2 separate regions of the Zea mays genome follow, and region 2 is linked to region 1. A link is a contact called in public Hi-C data. All regions are on one chromosome and are shown on one strand. The core of a region is the stretch at or near the end of the contact, and the rest is flanking DNA. Distances in the headings are between cores, read along the strand shown.

Evidence for each region. A called contact is a pair of places that touch in the nucleus more often than the background predicts.
Region 2: a contact with region 1 is called in a Hi-C map of leaf, with 5 times the contacts expected there. The contact joins the enhancer-like site here to the promoter of LOC103650299 in region 1. A contact is called at or near these places in 2 of 25 Hi-C or Micro-C datasets (bundle sheath and leaf).

Annotation. Positions count from the first base shown.
Region 1 is chr3:108,067,305-108,073,438 of Zm-B73-REFERENCE-NAM-5.0, forward strand. LOC103650299 (receptor protein-tyrosine kinase CEPR1) reads right to left here and starts at 2,598. Exons shown (of 2, transcript XM_008675904.3): 1 at 1-2,598. The coding sequence starts at 2,493.
Region 2 is chr3:108,249,344-108,255,477 of Zm-B73-REFERENCE-NAM-5.0, forward strand. No RefSeq gene overlaps it. Among protein-coding and RNA genes, the nearest start is that of LOC103650297, 110 kb to the right of the region's middle. Within about 2 kb of position 2,303, at least 1 of the 20 cell types and tissues checked has an H3K27ac peak or open chromatin away from gene starts, as enhancers often do. A contact at or near this core is called in leaf, where this site is marked.

The DNA.
Region 1 (6,134 bases), core at 1,348-3,847:
GTCGCGGTGCACGATGGGGAAGAGGAGGTCGTGGTGGAGGTAGGCGAGCCCCTGCGCGACGCCGAGCGCCACACGGTGCCGCGTCGGCCAGTCCAGCAGCAGGTAGCAGCCGTGGAGCGCCTCCCACAGGTTGCCGTTGGGCATGTACTCGTACACCAGCAGGTTGCAGTCTGCGCCGGAGTAGCAGCAGTAGAGCTTCACGATGTTCTTGTGCCGGATGCTGCCCAGCGTCTCCACCTCCGTGCGGAGCTCGCGGTCGCCGAGCCACCCGCCGCCGCCGCCGTCGCTTGTTGTGCTGTCTCTCGTGTTGGTTGTGTTGGTCATCGCCGCCGCCGCCGCCCAGTCCACCTGCTTGCTGCTCGGCCCACGCAGCAGCCGTTTCGACGACGACAACCACAGCTTCTTCACCGCCACCAGCTCGCCGCTGCTAAGCTCGATCTTGTACACGGTCCCAGAGCCCCCGTGCCCCACGATATTCTTGTCGATCAGCGCCTCCAGGATCTCGTGCTGCTCGAAGCTCAGCTTGTGGAAGCTCCTCACGTCGTACGACGCGCTGGACGCCGGCGACAACGCCAGCGCCCCCTCCTGCTCCGCGCACCGCCGCGCCCGCAGCACCCACCGCCGCGCCAACGCTAGCATCGCCACGGCGCACACCAGAGCGCAGACGCCCACCACCCACACGTTCCTGGCCAGCCCCCGCCGCAGGCTCGGCCGCGGGCAGAGCGGCAGCGCCGGGTCCGTCAGGTTCAGCCGGAACGCCACGCACAGCCCCGGGTTCCCCGCCACGCTCTCCAGCAGGCCCTCCTTGATCAGCTGCAGGGGCACCGGCCCCGACAGGTTGTTGTTGGAGAAGTCCAGCGAGTTGGGCAGCAGCTTGCACAGCGACTCCGGGATCTCGCCGGACAGCGCGTTGTCCGACAGGTTCAGCACGTTCAGCGCCTTGAGCCCGGCGAGCGTCTCCGGGATGGATCCGTTCAGCCTGTTTCCCTGCAGGGACAGCTGGTTCAGCTTCGACAGCAGGCCCACGGACTCCGGGATGGGTCCGGCGATGAGGTTGTCGCTCAGGTCGATCTTCACCAGCCCCGACGCGGCGGCGATCTCCGGAGGGAGCTGTCCGGACATCCGGTTGTTGGACGCGAACAGCGAGGTCAGGTTCGTGGCGCCCGCCACCGTGGCCGCCACGGGCCCGGTGAAGTGGTTGTAGCTGAGGTCGACGATGGAGGCGTGCGGGAGGCCGAAGATGCCCGGCGGCACGTCGCCCTCCAGGTGGTTGTTGCTCACGCGGAACCGGAGCAGCGGCGTGCACTCGGCGTACGCCGGCAGGATGGGCCCCGTCAGGAGGTTGCTCAGCACCAGGATGTACTGGAGCTGGCCGTTGGCGCAGGCGTACGGCGGCAGCGGCCCCGTCAGCTGGTTCTCCGACACCTCGATCACGTTGAGGTCCGAGTACCGGCCGAGGTCGGCGGGGATCTCGCCGGTGAGCTGGTTGCGGTACACGGAGAGGATGCGCAGCTGCGTGGAGTTGCCGAGCACGGCCGGGATGGGGCCCGTGAGACGGTTGGTGTAGATCTGGAGCACGCGCAGGTTGCGCAGCGCGCACAGCGAGTCCGGGATGCCGCCGGTGAGGCGGTTCTCGGAGAGGTCCATGTCGGTGAGCTGCGTGAGGTTGCCGAGCTCGGCGGGGACGCCGCCCTCCAGCTCGTTGTAATAGAGCTCGAGGAACTGCAGGCGCGGGAGGCGCGCCAGCGACTCCGGGATGCGGCCGGTGAGGAAGTTGCCGCTGAGCTCGAGGTCGGTGAGCGACGTCATGTTGCCGAACCACGCGGGGATGCCGCCGCGCATGGACGTGGTGGAGAGGATGAGCACGCGGATGCGCCGCAGCGGCACGAACAGCGACTCGGGCGGCCGCCACACGTCGAAGCCGGGGTTCTCGTTGAGGTTCACCACCTCCAGGCTCGTGACGTTGGCGATGGACGTCGGGAACGCGCCGGTGAAGAGGTTGTTGGAGAGGTCGAGCACCCGAAGCGCGCGCAGCCGGGACAGGTTGGGGGGCACGGCACCCGACACGCCGGAGTAGCTGAGGTTGAGCACCTCCAGGGAGGTGCAGTTGAGCACGCCCAGCGGAAACCCGCCGCGGACATCGTTGTACGCCATCCGAAGCTCCCGGAGCGCGGGGAGCGCCGCGCAGACGCCAGGCGGGAGCCGGCCGACGAGGCGCCACGACGTGACGTCGATGCCCGTGACGTTGCCGGACCGGTCGCAGGCGATGCCGTGGAAGCTGCAGTAGTCCGGCGCCGGCGACATGAAGTCCCACCACCTCGACATGCCAGGCCCCGCGAACTGCTCCTTCATATTGGCGAGATAGGCAGCCTGCGTGTCCAGCTCCAATGCCGCCGCCGCCGCGCCGCCATCGCCGGACGCGAAGAAGATGATGATGATGAGAACGAAGCAGAGCAAGGGTGGAGGTGAACTGCAGAGAGTGGTGGACACCATAGCACCAGCTGACCAGTATGTGTGAGGATGCTTTTCTTGTGCTCGCTCGTACGTGTGTGCAAGCTGCTGTTGAAAGAAACCTTTTGTTGCAAATGGAATTGGAATGGTGAGGAGGAGCTATCAGGAAGGGAGGGAGTAAATAAGTGGAGCGGGAATCTGTGGAGGGAATTGGAATTGCTGAGGGCTTGTTCGCTTTGGAGTGGATTGAGGGGGATTGGAGGGGATTAAATCCCCTCCTATACAAATTTGTGTAGGAGGGGATTTAATCCCCTCCAATCCCTCTCAATCCACTCCAAAGCGAACAAGCCCTGAATGGTGATGGCGATGATATAAACTTTATACTATTTGAGAAGGCTTTTGCAATTACATTTGACAAGCCTTTTGCAATTACATTTGAGTAAGGAGAACAAACAATTCAAAACTTATTTTGTGAATCATCTTCCTCCACGCTAGGCGTTCTATCCATTTCTTGAAGGCGTTCTATCCATTTCTTGAAGGTGTTCTTTACATGTGACATCAAGTAGCTTCTTACTCAAAGTTGAATGAATTTGCTGGACATAGTGATTCTTTCGTAGCTGAAATGTCTCAACACATAAAGATTAAGTTTAGTAAATATTGGGAGGACAAGAATGACCTAAACAACTTACTATTTATTGCCCTTATCTTAGATCCTCGTTACAAGATGACGTATCTTAGCCTTTTCTTTTTTGGGGTATATGGTCCATCAAAGCAAAAGTTGTAGGAAAAATTCAAAACGATATTCGTTATTTATTAATTTGAGTGCTATGTTAAGTGTGCTACAGGTCATAATTACCTCAGTAATTACAATCAACCTCCGCTACATATTACTGTGGATGAGCATGAGCAGAATCCATCCTTATTGCTAGCCTCCCACTTCACTATGCGACTAGAAGAAACTGAGCATGGATAAATATAATTTTGAACTATCCATGTATTTCACAGATAACTGTGAAAAAATACAAATAATTTTGGTCTACTATTGTGGTGGAAATGCAACTCAAACAAGTACCCCATCCTATCTAAAGTTGGCAAAAGGTGTCTTGGCAGTACCTGTCTCTACAGTAGCTTTAGAATCTACATTTAGTTCTAGACTCTAGAGGGAGAATTGTAAATTCCTTTGGCACTTCACTATCTGCTAGCGCGGCTGAAGCTTTAATCTGTCTGCAAAGTTGGATGCTCTCCTTCAGTCGTTATGGATTTGAGAAAACATATAGAGGAAACACAACAGCATTGTACAGTATTTTCGATGGTCACTGTTATTTTTGGTGGTCAGGGCTCGAAAGCCAAAAATAAGCATTTATTTTCGACGGCCACTGACACGGCCACTGAAAATAAATGCTTATTTTCAAAACCGCGCGGCCGACCTTCTTCTTCATTCTTCTCTCTTCTGTTGTCTTCTGGCTATGCCGCCGCACTGTCCCTGCCCTGCCGCGTCGACCGCCCCTGCACAGGCCAACCACGCCGCCAAGCCCGCCCCCACACCGTGCCGCCGTGTTGACCGCCCTCGTCCACGCTGACCGGCCCTGGCGACCTGCCCTGCTGCACAGCCACGACGCCCCACGCCTGACGCGCCGTCCCGCCGCGCCGCCCCTGCTCCCCCCACCAAGAGGTTAAATTTTTTTGCGTATTTTATTCCATATTTTCGGCGGCCGTTATTTTATTACCGTCGGAATTAGTTTATATTTGTAATTGTGTTTGTCTTATTAGTGTGTGTGATTAGTATTATGTTTAGTTCGATTTCATTAATGTATTAGTGGTATATGTGGTTTAGGGATTAGGGGTATATTGTATTTGTGGCATTAATTTCGTATTAATATGTGGTACTATTATATTATTAGTTTTATAATTATATTATATTGGTACGTAGTACAGTTGCATTATTAGTGGTACGTGGTACTTAGTTTGATTTGATTAATAGCATATCATTCTTTATTTTATATATAAGTAATATATAAAAAAATAAACTTATGTTTAGAATAGAAGCCAACAACAACTATTATTTTTAATTACACTAACTAGGAATCGAACTTGAAACCTCTTGTTTCGATACCATATTATGTTACATGCAAGGGCGGACCTATATCGACATGATTGAAAGTACAGTTCACTCATTTCCCTGTTGCAAGTAATAGAGTCTATATTTTTACCATAAGGTTTTGTGCTCATGACAACTTAGATGTCTTTGCTCTAACATCTTGGTACTTATCCTTGTAAGTATATGTCACATCCTAAAATTCTCAAATTTAAGTATGTGAATAGGAATAATAATTAATGCAACGATTTTTTTGCATGATTTTAAAATTTTGCCAAACTTAATTTATTCTACAAGGAATTTAACATAGGAAAAATATTTATTTTTTTCTAAAATTAAATGTGTGTGTGTTGCTTGCTTACTTATGTGTACTCTTGGTGTTTCTTGAGTGTAAAAAGTTTTAAAATGTATTTCTCTATTTAACATGTTCTTCCAAGAATTTACCAGATTTTTTTGATAACTATTATCATTTTTATAAACCTATTTATATTTATTAGAAGGCTTTAAAATCTTTTTATGGTCTCTAAATATTTTATTTGGATTACTCGTGTATGAATAAACCTCTAGGATGTTTCCTAAAATTTTCAAACATCCGAGATACTTTTCAAGGTATAAATATTAAAATAAATTCTATCCCTAGTGTGCGACCCCCTTTCTCCGCATCCAAGCCGAACCGGACCAAAGGCTTATTCTGTAGATCTGTTTTTCCCTAGGGACAGTGTTGTGTGTGGACTCTCAATCACAGCGACTGACGTGTAGGGTCTACTTGTCAGAGTCATCTCCTACCCAGAGTCCTTGGACCAAGTCATCATGATTTTTGGAAGGTCGAATATGAAGACCCCAGAAGTACAAATATGGCCAAGATATTATTGAAATAGAAGAGACAAGTCAGAGTACTAAACAAATAAGACAAAATCCCAACATACAAGTAAGCAGATATAATAGTATTCTAACAGATAAGCAATGTACCCTTTTAATTATAGAGAGTTGGATTCTCATATGATTTGGTTACCTGAATAGATCTATCGTGTAACCACCTCATATTCTCCATTGTAACTGCCTCTTCTTGGATTATAAAGGGTGAGGTGAGGGGGGCATCCTAAAGGCAGACCAGAACATAACAGATCAATAGCTACCCAAACATTGGGTTTATGGTATTATATTATCTTATGACGAGAGTCTGAACTAGCTTAAATCTTGTGCTTCTTTTTGCATTTTACCTTCAATTCTCGATCTCGCGACCTACCCCATAAATTCACCATGCAAAAATCCTCAACAAAGAGATTTTAAGTCCAACCTTCAAAAAGAGTTGGCTATAAAAGGTAAGTTGTGTCCTTGATCACAGTGTTTTGACCAATATAATATTTACTATTATGTTTTCGCCTATGCATTGCACAATTAGGTTAACATGATGGGGTCTATTAAGGATGCATAATCTTGTTTTCCAAATACCTTATATTTACACCAAGTTTACTTATTATTGGGTAGATTTGCTAGTGCTCTACTTAGTTTTTGGGATAATGTTATATATGAAACATTGATCATGATTTATTATTGTTGGCTTATTTATTATGCATAATAAAATCAC
Region 2 (6,134 bases), core at 1,053-3,552, 180 kb after region 1:
AGTGCAACTCTCGTCCGTTGGGACGCCACAACGTGGAGTAGGCAAGTTTTGTACTTGGCCGAACCACGGGATAAATCACCGTGTCCTCTCTGTGTTGATCTTCTTGTGATTATCATATTGTGCAAGATCTTCGCTCTAGCCACTTGGCATTAACTGTGCTAACACTTAATCAAAGTTTTGGGGCTTAAGTTTTTAAGATTTACAGGATCACCTATTCACCCCCCCTCTAGGTGCTCTCACCCTCCGACCCAGGGGTGGCGGGGTCCTTAGTACCACCTCTCTTCCAGGTGATCTAGGTCTATACTCGGATCGGCGATGTGAATAGTGGGGCCGCCACGTCGATATTGTTGTAATAACCGGACGATACGGAAGTGTTGGGAGGACTACTCACTTCGTCGTCATAGAGACATCCCGACATGGCGCACGGTTGAGTTGGGGCCCATGTACCTGAGAACATGCCACTGCGGGTCGAGCCGTGACCACCCGAGGTTTGACCACAGTCGTTTCCAAGGTTGTGCTGGATCTCGACGAGGGCCCTTTTTTCATGAGGTCGGTGATGCGTGATCCTAGAGTGCCCTTCCCTGCGCCCAACACCCGATGTAGGGCACCCCTTTGGTTGATGATACATGAGAGGGATCCGAAGTGGAAAACCTCCCCAATAGTGAATTTGAAGACGATGTTGAAGGTGACAACCATGGAGCTGTCGGGAATCGACGTCGCACCCCCCTACCTAGCGCGCCAACTGTTGGTGCTAGGTACCGATGGTGCACTACGGAGTGTGTCCACGTAGTGCTTTTGGGAGGACGATGACGTTGATCGCAGCTCCATGGTTCGTGCAAGGCACGATGGAACAAAATGAATTATACAAGTTCGGGCTGGAGATTGTATTGATCTAAGTTCAAATGTTTACAAGTGATTGCTGAAGGTAGAAGATGAGGATGATCTTGTGATCTAGCGGAGTCTAACTTTTTGTAGGGGTACCCTCTCAGCTTTATATACATGACCGAGGAGATATCCCTGTACATATTGGAGTACTTGTCCATGTTTATCCGTTACTCACGGTGATCGTGCTGATTCTTCAAGTCGCACATTGGCCTCTCTTGCAAAGCTCGCACCCACTTTGCATGCGCAGGCCAAGTCACGCAGTATTTAGTTAGCCTTAAACTCCCGCGCGTGGGGCTTTAAGCTAGCTTCAGCTACCTCGTGTCGAGGCCCAAAATTCAGCCATCGAGGCCATATCGGGGGCCTTTCAAGTACCTTAGGAAACGAGTCCGTGTTTTGATGATTCGGGGATATCTATCCCCCACAAATACTCCTTTCGTTCAAAATTATAATTTATTTGACTTTTTAGACCAAGTTTGTTCCGCTCGTCTTATTAAAAAATTTTGCAAAAAATCATTACTATACTGAAAGTATATTACACTAAGGCCCCGTTTGTTTTATTAGAATTGAATTCCATTTTAATAATTATAATTTAGACAAAACTAATTAAGTTTATATATTTATATACGTAATATATTTCTATATTATCCTAAATCATATGAAAAAGATAGTTATATACTATATTTATGTTAGAGCGACGCAAGTAGAAGAGTGTACTATAAGTTGTACATCAGAAAAATAGCATGTAAATCTATAGAATCAATTTTCATCTTCCACCCCATGAATTTGAGATAGACTTATATGATAACTTTGGAAAGTGATGAAATGTCACATTCTAAAAAAATAGCTCATTCCATTAGTAAGATTCCAATTTCTCAAAATGAAAGGAAACAAACGGGACCTAAATGATATCATAATAAAATAAATGATAAATATGACATTTTCTATTACGACGAGGTAGTCAAATTTGGTTAAAAACCAAACGACTTATAATTTGGAACGGAGGGGGTAAGAACGTTTAAATTAAATGGAATTTAGGCGCTTCACCATTATAGCTACTAGCTAGCAACCGTAGGCATTCGGCACAAATTCTTTACTGCTGTTTAACACGTCAAGAAGAATAATTCCATCGAAAAGGATGAAATAATGCCACAGGAATGGAATGCACACGTGTGCTCCAATGTTTTCCGCTTTAGTTTCCACGGTCGTCGTTTTTTTTTGGATAGCACCGAATAAAACTTCCATCCTCGTTGTACTGATGAAGAAAAAAATGTCCTACAAAGAACAGCATGAATAAAAGAAAAGTCAAAAATATTTAGTCCATTTTTTTCTGAATTTCCCAAAAGAAAAGGAGGGATGGATATTTGAGAACAAAGTAATTTTCGTGGAGGTGGTGGTGGGTCCACGTCGAGGAATCCATGGTGGATAAGGAGTTGCGGATAAAAATAAAATGTAACTCACCATGGGTGCACATGAAAAAGGAGACCGTGACGACTCCAGTTTTTTTTTTAAAGAAGAAACTTTCCTTATTCTATTTGCGTATGCATGCAGTCATCCTCACGTGTTTCTCGCCTCTCCTGATTGGCCAAAAGCATCATTAAGTTTAGAACAACATCAGAACAATCGTTGTATATAAAAGAATTAGTACATAATAACGTATGGTTCGTCACTCAATTAACCCAACATTAGTGGCTTGACCTGGTAAAAACACATAGATGTGTTTGGTTTGAGGTTAAAATGGGATGAAGCGGGGATGACACCATCCCCTCGATTTTTTGGAATCACGCCGCCACCAAAAACTAATCCGGTGTTTACGTCACCCCTACATAACTCTCATCCAAACACTATAAAAATTGTGGCCGTCCCCTTTCATTCGTCCATATACATCCAACTAATAAACACACCCTTAGTGACTTGATAAAAAAACATCACGAGTCCAACCATATAGCACTATCTTTCATTATTCGGGGAAGACCATATCGTCAAGGTACATTTAACGGACCTGACTATCGAGATCATCGCTCCTAGAACTCTATGCCCAGAACCTGCCTTTGCTTCGACCAAGGCTGAGGTCTAGCCTTAGGGACAACTTGATCTCGACACACTCCAAGGGAATAACAACTTGATCTCGAGGCCCTCTGATGTGCGGGCATGCCTCGATGGGGCCTCATGACACAGTTCTCATAGGCCTGGCTTTGGCATGTATCCCGATTGGGGTGCACAACACCATGAGGGCATTACACCTTATGCTTCTATGAGCCTTGGAGGAGCAAGACCATTGAATGTGCACCACTCCCCCTGCCTTGTATTAGGACCAGGGTGAGGCAACCTCCAAGCATAAGGGTTCTCCGAACACTGGTCATCTCGACGGGCTCGTCGGTGCCTTGACTTTGGTGCCTATGACACCATTGGTCCTCTCGACGCCATGGAGGCTCTTATCCACAACCCATTGACATCAGACATCAGTGGGGCTCCTACTAAACAATGTGATAAGACATTGCCACATTCATAGCCACCAATAGGGTCAACCATTTCCCTTCTCTCCTTGTGCAACCAAAATTAGAAAAGGTTGCAACGGACCAGGATCTCCATTTACGCACTCTCGGGTCCCGACCATGGTTTATCTTTGTCCAGGCACCGGTGTCGTGCCATGGTCTTGACCTGGCACAGAGTTGCTTTTTGGCAAGTTAGGAACAACATTTTCTGGATCTTAATAGCGTTCGTCATCGTCACCTTCTGACAAGGCGTTCACGACAAGAAAATGCTCACAAAGCTCGCCACCTGCAACATTCAAAACATTGGAGAGATGCTCTCTCTAGCAGACAAGTGTGTGTGAATGGTAATGGGTAGAGGAAGGTATGCTCCTAGTGAAATGCAACCAGGGATGTCGGACGCTGGGCCCTCCCAACCCAAGCCTTGAAAAATTAAAAAGGGTAAAGGCCTAGTGGACCCAAAATCTGTGTTACCATAGAAAGGTGCAATGAACCTACCCCCTAGGAATGAGAAGCAACTCCACCCAACCCCCGGGCACTGGTGGGTGCTGCCCTATGCACAGGTCGGATACTCATGATCTGATTGAGTGCAGGGCTATCAAGGATTTGGTTGAGTGTTTGTAGCAGCGCCCTAACCAGAAGCACCCTAATCAGAGACATCCTAACCAATGAAGTCCCAAACAACAATGCCCTGAATGGCAACAACAACAACGAGATCTGCAATATGGATAATTCTAGTTTGTACTCTTTCGGGATAAAAAATGTCCTCTACAATATTCAAGATATTACTACCACCATATTAAAAAGAATGTGATCAAGATCTAGTCTAAATCAAATTATTTTAGTTTTAACTAAGTATATCGAAAATACTATCATCAGTTATAATTTCACATAAATATAATTTATAACAAATTTATACGATGCTTACTTGATATTATAAATATTAGTACATATTTAATAGAAAATAATATCAAACTAAATATTGATTTTGTACCGTAGCTAGAATTACATTCTTTCTAAGACCGAGTGAGTACTTCGCTTCTAGGCAATCTATACTACTTTTTCTAGCACTGCTCCTCAATTGCACCACTAACTAATTAACTAAGGTGCTGTTTGGTTGATATGTTTGTAATGTAATAGGTAACAAATAACGTTAAATCATATTTGTTTAAGTCCAACCATAATCGGATACCACACTAGAAATTGATACCAGTCTATACAAATTTGTTACCGCTGGTAATCGAATGCAAACCATTACCGTTATCATTTACGTTACATTTTGGGAACCAAATGGCACCTAACTTCATTGTGCATGCATGATCGCTACAATGATAAATAAGGGTAAGATGGTAATTTTGGTATAGGGATCTAAACAGTGTAGATTACCATAATCTATAACCTAAAGAGTGTAGATTATGCAATGGAAGAGTTAGGTATATATGGTACGGCATGGTAACTCACTTTTACTTCACCGTGAGAAAAAAGGAGAGATCGAATCGATTACAAAGATATGAATAATCATTTCGTAAAAGAACAAACACAATGGTTACGGCCATTAACATTCCTAAGGTGAAAACACTGTCATGCGGCATTAGCTTTGTAGTGGGCGGGGAATGAATACTCCTTTTGAACAAGGGCGCATGCATGCTCGCCACAAAGCTAATGCCACGTCAATATTTCAGTCACTGGTCAGTCAATTAACTCACATGTTGCGTTGCAGATATAGCGAACATACAGGGCGTGTTTGGTTCGTTTCGCAGTGGAGCCTGCCCGCTCCAAACAGGCTAGCCAGGGCCTGGCTCCCGAGATACAGAAATGAAACTCGTTTCTCCACAGCCTGGCTCACAGCGAGATGTTGCATCCCGCAGTGCAGGTGAGCACAGACATACAGGCAACCAAACACCGCCCCTCAGCCCACCAGATACAGAGACAAGCAACCAAACAAGCGTACGCTGTATCTCACCAGCCTGGCCGGCCCATATGCAGCCTACCAAACACGTCCACAGTGAATCTCTACTATAGCTTGCGGGTGCAGCACTACACTGTCGGAAACACGTTCTTTGCTGGGTGTGGGTGTTCAAAAGTTTGTCGAGTATAAAATCTCGGGCACTCGGCAAACAATTATTTGTCGAGTACTATACTTTATTGAGTGTCTGCGGTACTCGACAAAAACTCTGCTCTAGTAGTGCTAGACGAGGCATCTAATACCATGGGTTTTAGGATAAAAAGAACACACAATAATGTGACGCTGAATCGCACGGTCCGTGGACTGACCGGTGTTGGCGAACATATTCACTCAAACAACGAAACTATAATATTAAGGTCGCATTTGTTTCGTTGTAATTGAATTTCATTCTATTCTAGTAATAATAATTTAGACACAAATTAGTTAAGTTAATATATTTGTATATATAATATATTTATATATTATCCTAAATCATACGAGAGAGATAGTTATACAGTGCACTTATGCTATAGAGAAGTAAGTAGAAGAATATGCTATAAGTTGTACATTAGAAAAATAGCATGTAATGTAAATCTATATAATCAATTTTCATCTATTATCCCATGAATTTGAGATAGGTTTATATATAAATTTTGTAAGGCTGTGAAATGTCATATTCTAAAAAATAACCTACTCAATTATTAGTTAGATTCTAATTCATCAAAATGAAGGGAAACAAACGGGGTCTAAGTTTAATTAATTATCGATTTTATATCCATGAACCATGCATGTTATAGGACACTACGGTAAAACAT